Regions from separate parts of the Mus musculus genome. Here region 1 is linked to region 2. The links are chromatin contacts, called in public HiChIP or PLAC-seq maps. All regions are on one chromosome and are shown on one strand. The core of a region is the stretch at or near the end of the contact, and the rest is flanking DNA. Distances in the headings are between cores, read along the strand shown. Region 1 overlaps Acvrl1 (activin A receptor, type II-like 1). Region 2 overlaps 5330439K02Rik (a long non-coding RNA gene).

Region 1 (3,011 bases), core at 39-2,538, 700 kb before region 2:
ACCTCTGAAATCATCTTGTGGCTAAGGATAACCCTGAAATCCTGATCCTCCTGCCTCCACCTCCCAGGTGCTGGGATTGTAGGTATGCCTGGCTACACCTGGCTTTGGGATGCTGATCTTAATGCAAGGGGTAAGCCAGGGGAGGCATTGCTCCTTCCTCACAGGCTAGGGTGAGGTAGGACTGAGAGAGGATGGAGTCTGGGAAGGAAAGGAGCTGTCCATGAAAGCCGGGGTACCAAGAGGCCTTGGCAGAGGAAGGGCTGAGCGTCAGTGTCAAGGCTCAGGCTGCAGGGGCCACCCTCACTCCGTTTTGCATGCCCTACCAACCATACCCTCTCAGGGAGGGATAGAAATGCTTCCTCACTTTTTATATGTAATAAGGAAGTTGGAGGCTGGGGTCACCGCAGGAAATCAGAGCAAAGAGCAGAGAGGCTTGCGATTTCTCTTTCTTTTCCCCCAAGGCAGTAACAGCATGTGCAAGTGGCCAAGAATTTGGGTCCTAGTAACCTCGAAAGATTCTCTTCTAACAGCATGGTGACGGGTCAGTCCTGCCAGATCCTGTCCAGCCCACACGGAACTCTTGCACGGCTGTTTTCCCGCTGCCCTTTTCCCGGTCCTCAACCACACTGTGGTCATTTAGGGGCCTGGCCTGCCAGGCTGTGTGGACTCCAGGGGAAGGAAAGGTGGGAGAATGGGAATGCTATTAGTGTCACCATCCTCTGAGGGCTCCCTTCAGAGTCCTCGGGAAAGGTCTTGTCTGCTGTATGTGCCAGGGAGAGGTCCACGACCCCAGCGCAGAAGGCTGCAGATTTGTGCCCACTTGGGAGGCATGGGGAGCAGACCAAATTGTCAACCGCAGAAGAAACTGGGGCACCCTCCCTGTTTTCCTAAGAAAGGTCCAACACCCTCTTCTTAGAAAGTTTGTATTTCTGGGCTGGATTGAACCAAAAGACTCCTCCCAGCTTCCTTCAGTACGGTCTCCTATTCTCTCTCACCCCTCCAGTGGCACTTTGCTCATAGTTTCTGGGGTGGGGCGGAAGGGGACATGAGGTGTTCTCTGAGATTTCCAGGTAAGGGGAGCTTTTCATTCCGGGGGTGTGGACTAATTGCAGACAAGGGGTGGGGAGCACCTAGGGAGGGAATTAAGAAGGAGCTGAACAGGGAGGGGCGGAGCCGCCTCTGAGTAAGGAAGCACAAAGCTCCTTTGCTAGGTGTGGTTTCCAGGCACAGTCCCTACAGCCCAGAACAGCTGAACGCATGCACGCAAGCACGCACGCTGCGGCAGGGACGGGAAGGAGGGCCCAGGCCTACTGGGAGGAGCCAGCCCGCTGTAGGAAGGGAGCAGGGCAGCCGTGGGCAGCGCATTGGCCAGCAGAGGGCGACGTGGCTGTCATGGATCAGGTTGCTGTCTATCCCGGGTGGGATCTGAAGTTTGAACCTCACTCAGCACGGTTCTAGGTATGGGGGCATTCTAGAGCAAGCCTGTCCCAGGGAAATTTGGTGGTGTGTACTTTGGGATGCTCTACTTCCCATCCCCCTAGGGTTCTCTCTGGACCCCTGCAACTGGACCACTGCGGGGGGGTACTAGCCTGGAAGGCAGCAGAAACTCAGGGGGTCAAACATGGTTTATTGAAGACCTACTACATGCCTGTCACAGGCCAAGTGCTCCCACAAACTGTGTGGTTCCACTCACACACCTGCACTGGGAAGCATTTGAAGATAGTTGTCTCTAGAGGGCCACTCTCCTTGCCACGTTTCCAGTTGTTCAACCCCCCCCCCCCACCTCCACTTAGGATTTCCTGGCCTTGGAGGAGCTACTGTCTTCTGGCTCTGACTGTGGAGTCTGGGGATAAATTTGTTCCCAAGTTCAGTAGAAATAAAATCCTTCAGGCAAGAAAGCGATTCCCTGGCTCCAGTGACGGGAGAACCTTCAGACTTTGCCCCCACTGGTCTGGGGAAAGCCGGACTACTTTCTGTTTTTGTCTCGTTTCACTTCCTGGTTCTCCTTGGTCCTTGCATATTGCTGAAAGACAGGCTTGAGAGAGAGAACAGCGCTGGAGAGCTGGGAGGTCACACTGGAGGAACTCAAGAGGTCGGGGCCTGTGTGGAGCATGATGAACTCTCGCCGTTTCTCCCTTCAGTGGCCAATAGTTTCTAGGCCAGGTCTTCCCAAGATGGAGGCTGACCTTGTCTCTTGCCTGAACCCTGCTTTACCCTTCTTAAGCCTCGCCTACAGTTCACTTCTCTTCAGTCCATCAACCCAGGCTTCAGTTTCACCTGTTCAGTACGTGGGTGAACCCTTCACATTTCTAAATACCAGACTCTCTGTGTTTCTCTAGGCTACGTTCTCCCAAGGCTCACTTTCTGGGGTCTGGCCCAGGGTGTGGGCTTTGGCCAGAGAGTCACAGCCGGGGGTGGGGGTGGGGAGCAGAACCCTGGTTGCTGGAGGCTTCTTGACAGGGGCTAAGTTTCTTTCAGTATTGGAGACCCCAAAGGAAGCCACCCTTGAGCCCTGGGCAGAAGGCCAAGCCGCAGAGGGAGTCAGAAGTTCTTGTACTGCCTGGGTCCTGAGGTGGCTGCTAGCATAGCTTAAGGCAAGAACTGGGGCCTGGAGACTAGCCTAGGGGGCACTTTAGGCCATGCTGGAACCTGGCCGTTATTTACAAACCCCAGCTTGACTCAAGCGACAGCGGACAGGGCATAATAGACAAGACTCAGCTTTCACACAGCCTGAGCTTCAAAGAAAATCAGGCTCTGAGACACCTCAGAGGACATTGAGGCAAAACCTAAGATGGTAAGATGGTGAAGACCTCTCCTATCGAACGGAGCAATGCTGGGTCGATCGCTTCCACCATGATTGACCTTCTCCTCAGAGAGCCCTTGGATTTTGATGACCTAGTGAGTCAGCTGAGATGGTAAGGGGACAGAGGGTGGAAGAGTCAGGTACCGCCTGTCCCAAGAGACTAGCCAGGGGCTCTAATCAGGACAACTAAAAGGCATCATAGAAGCAA
Region 2 (2,925 bases), core at 336-2,835:
GAACTCACGATGCTCTCGTCTCAGCTCCTGGTGTGCCAGGATGCCAAGTGTGTGCCACTCTGCCTAGCTACCATGGTTTCACTTTGATCACTCAATGTTTTCAGGCCTTAAAGTAAATTGTGACCAATTGATTTATTTATATTTTTATTTTATTTTATTTTATTTTATTTGAGGAGAAGCAATCTTTTGAGCCAGGGTATAGCTCAGCTGTAGAGTGCTTGTCTAGCATACACCAAACCCCAGGCTTGACAAAAGAAAACCCCTCAACAGACAGCCACCGTCCCCTAAATATGCAAATAAAAACAGGATTAAACATTTGATAGTTTTTCTTTTTCTTTATTTTATGGGTGTTTTCCTTGGGTGTATGTCTGTATACCATGTGCACACTTTGTCCGAGGAAGCCAGAAGAAGGCATCCGATCCCCTGAAACCAGAGTTACAGGTGGTTGTGCTAGGAATCAAACCCAGGTCCTCTGGGGAGCAGGCAGTGCCGGTTGGCATCGCCAGCTCTGTCTGAAGGTTTGATCGTACTTACCTAGGTAAAAGCCAGCAGGTTTGCAACAGGGGCTTGTATTCCTGCATCACGTTTCTCAGTGATGAGTTTTCAGTGCCACACACACCAGGCAGGCATAACACCACCAATCCCCATTTCCGTCTCGTTTCCCGGGGGACTCTGAACACTCCGTAACCTTCCTGCGATCTTGATTTCCACTTTCCTTTCCGGCTTTACTGTTAAACGCCTGGCTTCTCTGTTTGTATGGAAACCGAATACCCTTTAAGAAGGCAAGCTTCTTGCTCTATTTACATATTTGTTCCCTTGTTTGTTTGCATTTGAACAAGCAGAAAATGAAATGGAAAGACCGCCCTCCACAGCAGAGGCAGACCGGCTGGGAGGCAGTGGCCTTGGTTCATGTATGCTGGCCTGACTGCCAGTGTTCTAAAATGACTTTAAAATCCCCTCATTTCACTGCAGGGGAAACTGAGGCTTCGGATAAGAGAAGCAACTGTAGACTAGTTAGAGTCTGCAGTACTTAGTCTAGGACACAGGAACGCTGAGGAGCTGTTAGCGAACTGCACTTCTCAGTGTCTGTGGAGGTGTTTCTAGACAAGGACGGACCAAAATAGGTTAAGGCTTGCTGTGAATATGGGCAGCAAAACCCAGAAAGTCTGCAGCGCCCAGGGAAAAAGATGGGCGTGGCTATGCATGCCCGTGACGCAGCGCTGTGGGCTTTAGAGACAAGAGAATGCTTGCTGCTTGCCAGCCAATCCCGGGTCAGTGAGGGAGGGACTGTCGCAAGGAAATGAGGCGAGAGGGCTATAAAGCAGGAAACCCACCTTCTCTGCCGGTGAATACACACACACACACACACACACACATACACACACACACACACACACACGCGCGCGCGCGCGCGCGCCACACAAACACCCCCTCCCTCCCTTGCTTCCTCTCCTTCCCTCCCACCCCCCCACCCCCGCCCCCGCCCCCAACACCAGCTTTCATGTTGTTTAAGGTCATAGCTCTGTGACAAGCACCCTTACGCGTCATGACTGGTAGCTTTTCTTCTCGGATCGAACCCACGCTGGTCCAGGCTACTGTCTTTAGGGGCTATCAGAGGACAGGGAAACTGAGCTGCCTCTAGGTTAGCTGCAGTTGGGTTCTGGATCTGATCTGACTCAAAGGCATTTACTGGCTTTCTTTCCCCCCAGTGATAAGGAGATCGCTGTCAGGCCTCCCCATGCAGTAGCAAAATGTTATCATCTAGAGATACTGTAATCAGGTAGATACTTTGGCCAAGTTACAGAGAGCCAGCGGCGTTGTGGTAAGCAGGCATTTCCTGCCATGGGACATTTTAAAACAAGGAATATAATGAGCTTCCACCCTAAAGGGAAGATTCTGTTGCGCATGTATGTATTGTATAGAAATACATATAACACATGTTTGTACTTACACAGGTAAGTGTATCTATGTCTATATAGATATATGCACAAACATAAATTATTTTTTTGTTTGTTTTGAATCGGGGCCTCTCTGCATAGCCCCAGCTGGCCTGGAACTCACTCTCTAGATCAGGCTGGCCTCCAACTCACAGAGATCCACCTGCCTCTGCCTCTGCCTCTGCCTCTGCCTCTGCCTCTGCCTCTGCCTCTGCCTCTGCCTCTGCCTCTGCCTCTGCCTCTGCCTCTGCCTCTGCCTCTGCCTCTGCCTCTGCCTCTGCCTCTGCCTCTGCCTCTGCCTCTGCCTCTGCCTCCAATTAAAGGTGTGTGCCACCACCACCCAGCTATACCTGTTGGAGGTGAGGGGAGAGGAAGAGAGTTTTTTTTTTATAAAGATTTATTTATTATTATATCTAAGTACACTGTAGCTGTCTTCAGACACACCAGAAGAGGGCATCAGATCTCATTATGGATGTTTGTGAGCCACCATGTGGTTGCTGGGATTTGAACTCAGGACCTTCAGCCACTGAGCTATCTCTCCAGCCTCAGTAAGGGATTCTGAAACCTCAAAGTCCATGATTAATAGTGTTAGTCATATTAAACATGAGTCTCTGCCACCAAATATTATAAAACTTGTGTTTAGGGCAAAGAACGCAAACCTTCTTTCTTACCTCATAAGACTTCTGTGCACATATTTTAGTCCCCATGACCTGGTAAAATCTTTGTTTACACAACAGACCCTGCTTCATTCTGGGAACTCGATGACCTGGATCTGCCACCCCCTTTCTCCATCTTCAATTCCTATGCACGAGTTCTTTTAAGACTAGACTAGGCTAGGGCTGGAGAGATGGCTCAGTGGTTCAGAACACTGACTGCTCCTGAGTTTAAATCCCAGCAACCACACGGTGGCTCACAACCATCTGCAATGAGATCTGATGCGTGTGTTTCTAGACAGCAACAGTGAACTCATATATAATAAATAAATAAA

What was found. HiChIP or PLAC-seq counts read pairs in DNA pulled down with a chosen protein or histone mark.
Region 1: an H3K4me3 HiChIP or PLAC-seq map of bone marrow-derived macrophages shows a contact between it and region 2, with 6 times the contacts expected there. The contact joins two enhancer-like sites. A contact is called at or near these places in 1 of 115 datasets of contacts at active chromatin or transcription factors (bone marrow-derived macrophages) and 1 of 9 other capture datasets (pancreatic islet).

The regions. Positions count from the first base shown.
Region 1 is chr15:101,143,933-101,146,943 of GRCm38.p6, reverse strand. Acvrl1 (activin A receptor, type II-like 1) reads right to left here. Exons shown (of 11, transcript NM_001277257.1): 11 at 1,608-3,011. Among named protein-coding and RNA genes, the nearest start is that of Acvrl1, 17 kb to the right of the region's middle. Within about 2 kb of position 1,288, at least 296 of the 459 cell types and tissues checked have an H3K27ac peak or open chromatin away from gene starts, as enhancers often do. A contact at or near this core is called in bone marrow-derived macrophages and pancreatic islet, where this site is marked.
Region 2 is chr15:100,442,046-100,444,970 of GRCm38.p6, reverse strand. The region is part of intron 1 of 5330439K02Rik (a long non-coding RNA gene); the gene reads left to right. Among named protein-coding and RNA genes, the nearest start is that of Gm5475, 20 kb to the right of the region's middle. Within about 2 kb of position 1,585, at least 311 of the 459 cell types and tissues checked have an H3K27ac peak or open chromatin away from gene starts, as enhancers often do. A contact at or near this core is called in bone marrow-derived macrophages and pancreatic islet, where this site is marked.